Linked DNA regions of Mus musculus: region 1 is linked to region 2. A link is a contact called in public Micro-C data. All regions are on one chromosome and are shown on one strand. The core of a region is the stretch at or near the end of the contact, and the rest is flanking DNA. Distances in the headings are between cores, read along the strand shown. Region 1 holds the start of Cd81 (CD81 antigen). Region 2 holds the start of B130016D09Rik (a long non-coding RNA gene).

What was found. A called contact is a pair of places that touch in the nucleus more often than the background predicts.
Region 1: a contact with region 2 is called in a Micro-C map of embryonic stem cells, with 11 times the contacts expected there. The contact joins the promoter of Cd81 here to the promoter of B130016D09Rik in region 2. A contact is called at or near these places in 2 of 39 promoter capture datasets (hippocampal neurons and liver) and 1 of 484 Hi-C or Micro-C datasets (embryonic stem cells).

The regions. Positions count from the first base shown.
Region 1 is chr7:143,050,760-143,055,918 of GRCm38.p6, reverse strand. It overlaps Cd81 (CD81 antigen), which reads right to left and starts at 3,169. Exons shown (of 8, transcript NM_133655.2): 1 at 2,853-3,169. The coding sequence starts at 2,918. It overlaps R74862 (expressed sequence R74862), which reads left to right and starts at 2,233. Exons shown (of 5, transcript NR_110354.1): 1 at 2,233-2,882.
Region 2 is chr7:142,280,452-142,285,091 of GRCm38.p6, reverse strand. It overlaps B130016D09Rik (a long non-coding RNA gene), which reads right to left and starts at 1,629. Exons shown (of 1, transcript XR_003946899.1): 1 at 1-1,629. Gm45889 (a long non-coding RNA gene) reads right to left here and starts at 1,878. Exons shown (of 2, transcript XR_870059.2): 1 at 1,626-1,878. Gm10013 (keratin-associated protein 5-1) reads left to right here and starts at 4,153. Exons shown (of 2, transcript XM_011242029.2): 1 at 4,153-4,640. The coding sequence starts at 4,153.

The DNA.
Region 1 (5,159 bases), core at 1,920-4,419, 770 kb before region 2:
AAATGCCAGTTGAGAGGCTGTAATCAGCCTTTTGTGGTGGGTCTGGCTGCCTGGGCTACTGGACGGGGGCCACCAGCAGCCTTAGGCTGGAGGAACAGCCTGTTCTGTCGGGGAACACAGTGAAGATTCTTCTCCTTAACTGACTACTCCTATGGAGACATTGTCACACAAAGCTCCTACAGACCCACCCGAGGCCATAGGCTGGCACAGTGATAAACCATCCCCTGCTCTCCTGCCCTATTGCCAGCCGGTGACTATTGCCAGAGGAGACTGGACCCTTAATCCCAGACCTGTCTCAGGGGATGAGTAACCACCCTGCTTCTAAGAGCATCTTACATGGTCTCTGCTGCTCACCGCTCATCTTTCAGGTTTGTGTCCTGCCCCATATATCTTGGGAGTCCAGAACTCTGCTGGCCCCAATATAGGTTCTGAACTCAAGCCCAAGGAGGACTGGTGGGAGTGACAGCAGGCAGGTTAGTGTGCCCGGAATGTCCCCTCCCACAGAGAAACCACTTTAATCTTCAAACTGGAAATTTTAAAAAGTGTCCATCGAAACATTTACTGTCAACCAAATCTCCCTTCTTAGAGCTCTTAGCCCCCGCCCCCACCACGGCCCAAAGGACCTCTCAGCCCCCTCCTTAGGCCCTTCTGACATCATTGCTCAGCTTCCTTTGGCCCCACTCCCTTTTGGAGACTGTGTCCAGTGTCCATTTCCTGAGCCTTCTCTGCTCCAAGCCCCTTGCCCCACTCTGGAGTACATTAGCTAGTCTACACACAATCCTAGGAGACAGAGACCCCCAAGAACTCCCACTTTAGAGGGAGGAAGTGAAGACTAAGGGCCAGAGTGGTGGGGTGGGGCTCCCCAAAGGTTCAATTTCATGATATCAGGGAACTATCAGCCACAGTACAAACCTTGCCACACGAGGGACAAAAGGAGTCCCTCTGCCAGGGTGGTGTCCACCAGTTGTAGCCTGGTTCTGCTCCACATCCCTATCCACTGTGGGGCCAACATGAGTAGGGAGGAGAGGTCTGTGGGATTGTGAAAGGCTACAGTTTTCACTGTTCTGCAGTCAGTAGGCAGGTCCCTGGGAGCAGGGAGAGGCTTCAGAACCGTTTCCTGGAGCCTCAATAGAGACCCCAGGGACATGTTGGGACTCCACCCCAGCTGCCTGGGAAACGAGCAGCTTCACCCAGCCTCAGCACTCCAGGGAGTCTGAGGGTCTAGCGCTTGGATCAGGTGGGTGAGCAAAAAAAGAAAAAAAAGAAAGAAAGAAATACCCTACAGGATCCTGACATCCCACATCTGAAGAATAATGGGGGTGGGGTGGGGTGGATAACACACTTCTTGAGGGTGCATTCAATTCCTTGCATGGTTCAGAGTAGGCAAGCACTGTCCAACATGACTACCCAGTCGAGACCCCAAGGCATGCCCGGGCAGAGCAAGTTTAACCCCATCGCCCATGCTGCTCCCTAGAATGTGTTCTCTGGAGTCACCGTGACTGACAATCTTGGTCCCTGCAGCACCGCGTGAGCATACATAGCCCCAGCTGAGTTCAGCCCAGTTCCTGCCCATCCCCAACGTCTTATTCCCCTCCACCCCACCCTGACCCGCCCTGGGATCTTCAGCAGTCCTCGATGGAAAACAGGTGTCCCCTGTCCAACACACTCACTCCAGGGGCCGTTGTACAAGTTTGCCCTCTCAGGAACAACTTTAGAGAAACATTGTCTTGGCATAACCTCATTTCTTCCTGGGAAGGAGGGTGGTGGGAACAGCAGTCTGTGCACTGCAGCAGGGAGGGTGGCACCACTGTCCAGAGGAGTGGCCAGCACTGCTCACTCAAGTGCCCGCAGGCAGGTCTGTTAAGACTCCCCATTCCCAACCCAGTTAGGAAATGGAAAGAAGCCCATACCACCAATGGCTACTCCCCAGCAGTGAAGACAGTCAGGACCCAGGGACACTTGGAGACCCTCTTATACCCATGTCTCCTTTCCAAGATGACCAAATGGGTGTGCACTTCTTTCCAAAGTGGAGAGCCCAGCTTAGATCCTGTATATAGGAAAAGATCCTAAGCTCCTGGTTTGTACAGATCCCAGATCTTTGCAACACCCTGGCCTTCACCAACTCAGAACTGCATACCCTCTTCCTCTCAGGATCTAAGGGTCAGGCCGGGGCTGTAATCTGTGCAGGAGACGACAGGCAAGGAGGAGGGGCAGCTGGGGGAATGGGGGTGGGGGTGGCCAAGAACTGGGGCACCGTGCGCAGCAGCACGCGGCCCGGGCTGCCCTGCCTTCTAGGCCTGGAGCTCGAGCCCCCAGGGTGGCAATACCAAGCTGGAGGGTAAGCAAGGGTGGAGTAATAGTGGGGTTGAGGTCTCCGAGGCAAGTACGGAGCGTGCCCCCACCACTTCGAGGCCGCCTATCCAGGGGCGGTGGCTAGGATGAGCTCATGGGGGCGGGGCGCCAAGATCCCGCCCTTCTCGACCCCCCTCACTGCTCGCGATGCAGGATGGTCCCCAAAACAACATTCAGGAGGGTGCGAGTACCCCCTTCATAGCTGAGGGCTCTTGATTACCTGGCTCTAGCCCGCAGACTCTTGCACCAGTTCCCAGCACTCAGAGGGGACAGGCCAGCGATCCCCTGATTTCCCGGCCCCAGAAGCCCCTCGAGCCGAGGCCCAGAAGCTCAGCCCTCGGCCTCAACCCGCTGGCGAGGGGCGCCAGGACCCCGATCGGCGCACGGAGCCCACAGGTGGCGCCGCAACTTCGCGGTTGCGCTGCGCCTTCTCAGCAGGGCCTAGCGCGCTGCCCAGCCTGGCTACCGTGGGGTGCGCCCTGTCCCCAGTGGCTGCTCACCCAGAAGACGAAATTGAAGACGAAGAGCAGGTATTTGATGCATTTGGTGCAGCCCTCCACCCCCATGGCGGTGCGCGGCCTGCGGAGCTTGGATTGGTCCTGGAGCGGGCGGTATGGGGACGCAGTACCGGGGTCCGGGACTGGCAGATAGCCTGGAGCGCTTGCGGGCCGGAGAACTGCGTTGCGGAGAATGAGACGTAGGGTAGAGAAGGGCTGGAGGCCTAGCCGGAGGCGCGAGAGTCACTATCTCTTTGAAGCAAGGACGCGCTCGCTCGGACCGGGCGCGCGCGCCTAGCTCCTCACTCTTTATAGACCTCTAGGTCCCGCCCCTCCGAGGCCCCGCCCAGAGGACGCTCCACCCCTGGCCCCGCCTTCCGCCCGCGGGGTGCCCGGACCAGGGGTACTTGGGTGGGTGCTGCCACCTCAGTCCCAGAGTAAGCGTTCTGGAACTTGGTGCAGCTGGTTCTTGGGGACTCGGTGCACTGTGCGTGCGCAGGATGAATCTCCAAGTTTCTTAAGGGTTCCCAACCCTCGGGGCAGGCTTCTGGGTCGCGACTAAGAACTGGCCACAAGATACTGCCCCAAAGAAGCCACACTTACTTCCTCCGGTACTCGGACGCCTTGGACTTTCCCGGAGGGTACCCTAGTGGAGGTGTCTCGACAGTAAAGAGTCTTAAAAGTTAACATGTTTTGTGTATATTGATCTCCCAGGCAGCAACTCCGTGGGCCTGAAGGTCTAGAATGGAATTCTTTGTAGCCTTGCTAATCCCCTATCTCACAGATAGAGTTCCTGGCTGCAGTTCTGGAGGCTGCATTTGGGAAGGTCAATAGTGTACCCAATGTCTTTAGCCAGTCTTTAGGCTCGAGAACCCTCAGGGGCACCTTCAAATATTCATGCCATCCTGGCTGTGCCTTCCAAGAGTCCATCCTCCATCCTCTAGCTGGTTCCCTGAAAGCTGGGATTAATAAGGAAGTGAGGAAAGATTCAGAGGGCAGAGGTGCTTCCTTCCCGGGTGAGGAATGGCTGCTGTCATCATAGATGATATTCCTGTGAAATCTTGGCATTCCCTTCCCCAAACTGAAGGGCAATGGGGCTGCTTCATTAGACTCACTGGGAACCATGGAAGGACCAGTTCCCAAGACTCAGCCTTTTCCAGGTCACTCCATGTTCTTAAATCTTTGAGCAGTTAAGGACATTGTTCCCTATGGAGATCACACCTGGCACCCCTCTGGCTACAGGACACTGGAAATATGTTTAAAAAGGAATAGATATACATATATATTTAAACAAAGGAAAGGAATATCTATAATATATATGTGGAGAGAGAGACAGACAGACAGAGACAGACAGACAGACAGAGAATGAGAATCTCACAATGTAGCCCTGGTTCCTGGAACAGAGCTCTGTCTACTTTTGCTTCCTAAGTGCTGAGACTGTAGGTTTAGGACACCATGCCCAGTTGTCTAAAGGGCGAAAATTTGAACTATGTATAATTTACATGTAAACCTGATGATTGGCCAGTAGCTGCCTGGGTGGAGCTATCTCTACTCGGCTAGGCTAGTAGGCTTCTTGAGAGTTAATTTGTGCATTTGTTTTGGCTTCAGGCTGGTATAGCTGCTACAGTGAAGGATTGTGTCCACATTTATAGTTCTTGGAGGCTGAAGTGGTGTCACAACAAAAGTAACACTAGTCACCAAATGCTGGAGTAATATCACACTAAAAGTCATTTGAGTCTCCAGGAGGGAGTCTCTTAGGATTCTTTTTATTTAAAAGTGGGCAAGAATAGTTCTTGCACGTGCAGAGATGGGGACCTGCTTTCTCTTCAGATCTCCACTGTCTCCAGTGATGGGGATACCTCATGCCTAAAGTGGGGTTACACATTGAACGTCATGCAGGGCCAGCTGTTTTGTTTATGTACTGTGTGATACATCTGGGTTTAGTGAATGCCATTGTGTTCCTGGAACTGTTCCAAGGGCTATGGACAGCCTAGAAACCAAGGCTGCTTCTTTGGGGCCCTTAGGTTCTGGTCACATACATGCTATGGAGAGAGTTTCCATGATGTTTGACCAATCATGGTAGGGAATTTTTTTGTAAAGCAGTTTTCCTCCAAATTAAAACATCCCTTTCTGGAGGGAAAGTATTAAGACTCCGGAAATGAACAACTAACAAGTTTTAGACGTTCCTGAAACTAACAGGTCCCTTCCTCCCTAAAGATACATAATTAGGAAGACAGCCCATGCTTTGACCTATTCAAGTGCCATTCTCCAGGGTTCCAGCTTTTGTGAGCCATCACCTATGCTGAGGTT
Region 2 (4,640 bases), core at 380-2,879:
CCAGGGTCCTCTCTGCAGTCTCAAGCAAACGACTCACAAAATCACTATAGTCTTCCTGGGCTCCTTGAATGACTTTGGTTAGAGGCGTAATAACTGAACCTTTCATAGGAATACCGCGCCAAGCTCCCAGGGCTGCATTAGCAGTCTGAGCCAAAAGACCCACAGAGAAGTGTTTTTGCCTGGCTTCTGTCGCGTATTTACCTTGACCAGAAAGCTTTTCAAAGGTCCAGCCAGCAGATGGCGCCCGAGGATTTTTCTGATTAGCCACTGCAATTGTCTGGCACCGATCGAGGAAATCGGCTTTCCATGAGAGAAATTGCCCGCGTGTTAACACAGTTTGGATTACTTTGATCCACTCACTAGGGAGCATATGTTCGCCTCCCGGAAGAGCTTCTAGGAGCGAAAGCGTGTAGGGGGCAGATGGGCCATAAGTTCTAACCGCAGAGTTAAGCTCTTTTAAGAGCTTAAAACGTAGTCTGCGGAATTCTGTTTGTTGGACAGGAGCAGAAATTTGTTCCTCTGGCTCACGTTCTACTTCGTTTTCACACTCATAATCTTCTCCGCCCTCGCTGTTAGTGTCCGAGGAGAGGTCGGCCTGGGGCCTTTCTAAAGGCCCAATTTCTGCAGAAGCAGATTCGGCACGGGTGGCTGGGGGCTGTGTCTCCGCCGTAGAAGTGGGCGGGTCGTAGCTAGCAGCTCTCGTGGAGCGAGTAATTACGGGGGAAGCCAATGTTTTAGTTTTTACCGCTCGCGGAGCTTTCTTTTTTACGCCGCCCGAGGCTGAGGCTGGGGGAGGGGCAAGGATAGTCTCTTTTAAAGAATTTTGGAGTGAAGCGAGCTCTGTGGAAAGGCGGGCGTACTGTTGCTGGAGCTCTAAAACTTCTTGTAATCCTGCTACCTGAGACGCGAGCTTGTCTTTAGCATCAATGAGAGTAGGGACCGGCAGCGCCTGGGGCCACGGCTCGGGAGCGCAGATTGGTGGCAGGTAGGACGAGGCATTGCAGGGAGGAGCTGAAGCGCCCGGCAATCGCTCGGGCTTACGGGGACGGACTATCTCTTCCTCTAAAGTGTCTGTGTCCCCAGAAATTAAAGGGCTTTCAGCCAAAGATTTTTTAAATTCTAGATTGATCAGTGGCGGGTCAGCAGGCAATGCGCTTACCGGGATATGGGGGTAGAGAGCAGTCTGCAGGACTTCGGGCCTGTCTGCAGCTATTGGAGGCTTTTTAGTAGGGAGGGAGCTCTCTGAAGCTTCCAGAGACAGGGGACAGAGGCAATATTCTGCCACTGACAAAGGCTGCTGTTTCTCTGGATCATCAACTGCACTTTGTATTAAATCACGGATTAGACTCCAATAAGTAAATATATTTGCAGGAATAGCATCGGGGTCCTGCTTTGCCAAAATTTCACTTAATTCTCTTCCTACTCTTATCCATTTCTTACAATGTATCTCTGCGCCATCTATAATAAACCATGGACCTGCCTGGTCTATGAAAATAAAAAAGTTTATCAAATCTTTCTTTTTAACTCTAACTCCTCTTTCCCTGAGAGCCACCTTTAAGCCTTTTATAAAGGCTGCCTCTTTAGAAAGCTTAGTTCCCATTTCTCAGTGGAGATGAATCACTTACCAAGGATTTCTCTCTCCGGTGAGCTGCTGAAGCAGTCCTTCACTTCTTTTTTCTTGGGGTCCCTACGAACTTCTCTGGGGGAGTCAAACTCCGTAATCTCCACCTAAGGCAAAACGCTCCGAACCTCAGTTAGGCGCCACTTGTCCCACCCAGCAGGACCCAGTTCTTCCTGGGTGCAAGGGGGACCACAAACCTGAAGAGAAATGCGAGGAAAGGAAGGAGACGCAGAGACAAAGAAGGGTTCCTATCAAGGTCTCAGTTTATTAGGCTGAAATGCCAGGTTTTAAGGGGAATAGGGAGGGGTTGAGGGGGATCAACTAAGAACAAAGAAGTGGGCATCTGGGGACATGAAGGCCTAATTCAAACTGCAGGCGGCCAGGCACTCTTATCTCTGGAATGTAGAATCCTCCTTAACAGCCTTGGGTGTCAGGCTGGGCTCAGCTTGTAACTCATGTCCTTTGAAGTCTTGGGAGTCAGGAAGAGATAAGGAAGAGGGGACTATAATTCAGCTTTTTACAGCCTCAGGTGCCAGGAAGGAAACAGGGAGGAGGGGGTGAAGACCAGCTCCTTAGCACAAGGCCATTTGGCTTGTTAGGGTGGAAAACTTTGAAAGGCCTACTTTCTTATGGTATGGTCTCCAACATTTAGGGTGCCCATCTATGTCCTCATACAAATAAACAAAACAAAATAAAACAGGACCCCTGCTAGTCATCCTACACCCAAGTCTCTCACTAACATGCAACCAAATTAGGTGTTTATAGTACACACTAAAAATCAAGCTTGCCCTGCAAGATTGAGTACATAATAAGGTCAAAAATAAGCAGGATAGGAAATAAAGAGATGAACCCACATACGAATGTGTTCACCAAAAGACAAAGCAGAGCAGCAGAAAGATGAGACCAGCTGCTGGGTAAGACTGTGCCCTCCTGATTACTCAGCTAAAAAGGAAGGGGAGGGAGTGATGTCCCCTGCAGGAGGATTGTTAAGATGTGCTCTGCATTCATTCAGGGTGCCACAGGGTGCTGAGGACCAGATTTGCAAAGTTGTAAATTACTCCATGTCACCTTTGCTGCTCTGAGCCCCAAGGACTCTCTTATGAAGGAAGGGTCCTTCTTCCTCATATGAACTTCCCAGCTAAGCTCACCAATGGCCAAGAAAGGCTGATGCTCTCAAAAAACTCAATTTATTTCTCTGCTGTACCCTGTAGAGTCAAAATAGCTAATACTGGTTGACTGGGAAGATGAGAAACTTTGTCAGGCAAAGTAATACTGCCCCAGGGTGGATCCCTATACTTCGCTCCAACCCAGGTCACCTAGCTGTGAGCATATCTTGACTGTCTACTCAAATCCTCAGTGAAATACTTAGGATCTGGAGGTTGGGCCCTGGAGCTCTAAAAATCAAGGTTCAACCACCCTTCCTCCACAGCACAGTTACACAGACTAGTAATAACAAAACACAGAGAAGAGACACTTAGTAGAGGTGGCCACATTGAAAGGGGAACAGAGAGGGCCACTCTCTGGCATCCCTACTTGATATTCAGATTTAAATGGAGAGGAGGTGTCCATAGCTAAGCAGTCCTGGTCAAAGTATGGTCATGCCCATTACCAACCCATCATTCTCATGGCTCTCATAAGGTGGAATCTTCCCCAGGAATGAATCCCCTCCCATCCTTTACCTGCCCATGGGTCCATACAACTCACTGGAATACAGTAGAAGAACCTGGGAATTCAGAACCTCCCTCTAGATTTAGATCTGTGCTGTGACCTTGTAACTCTGGCTGACCTGTAACTCTCTATAAAGACCCAGCTAGCTTAGAACTCACAGAGATCTGTCTGCCTCTGGCTCCCAGATGCTGGGATGAAAGACATACATGTCCACACTCTAGTTTGTTGAAAAACACTACACTTACACAGGATGATATTTTCTAAGAAAGGAAAGTCATGTTGGGAAGAAAGGATGGGGCAATTCCCTCAAATCCCGCTTGTGAATACCAAGGTCTGGCATAGCCCAGGAGAAGAAGATGACCAAGTGACCTGTGAGTCACAGGTTTCAGGTCAGAGGAGGAAGCCACCAATGTTACAGCCTGATGAGAGTGAGTGCTGAGGTGGGCAAGTGGAGCCTGAAACCCAGGAGGCAGGCACACAAACAGCAGGAAGTGCTAGTGATGGGATGGGATGGGAACAAGGTTTGCCCATGTCTCTTTACAGCTCAAAGGAAGGGGGCTGGGCATCTTCTGATGGACACTTGTTAATGTTTACAAGTTAATGGGAACATCTGTGGGAAGGAAGATGAGGTAGTCTGCTTGAGAAAGGAAAAGGGAAACAAGTAATATATAGGACCAGACAACACCATGCACAAGAGAATCCTAAGCTATGACACATCCAGGATCCAGGAAGTGAGCATGGGCATCCTCACACCTGACTTGGGCAGGATATAAAGACCCCAGGGTCAGAAGGCTCCACACCAGCACACCTTCCTCTCCACCTGCTCCTCTGATCTACTCCATCCTCAACCAAACACCAGAGCCATGACCTGCTGTGGCTGTTCAGGAGGCTGTGGCTCCAGCTGTGGGGGCTGTGGCTCCAGCTGTGGGGGCTGTGGCTCAGGCTGTGGAGGCTGTGGCTCCAGCTGCTGCAAACCTGTGTGCTGCTGTAAGCCTGTGTGCTGTTGTGTTCCTGTCTGTTCCTGCTCCAGCTGTGGAGGCTGTGGCTCCAGCTGTGGTGGATGTGGCAGCTGTGGCTCCAGCTGTGGAGGCTGTGGCTCCAGCTGTTGCAAGCCTGTGTGCTGCTGTGTGCCTGTCTGTTCCTGCTCCAGCTGTGGAGGCTGCAAGCCCTGCTGCTGCCAGTCCAGCTGCTGCAAACCCTGCTGCTCTTCAGGCTGTGGGTCTTCCTGCTGTCAGTCCAGCTGCTGCAAACCCTGCTGCTGTCAGTCCAGCTGCTGCAAGCCCTGTTGCTCCTCAGGCTGTGGGTCTTCCTGCTGTCAGTCTAGCTGCTGTAAGCCCTGCTGCTGTCAGTC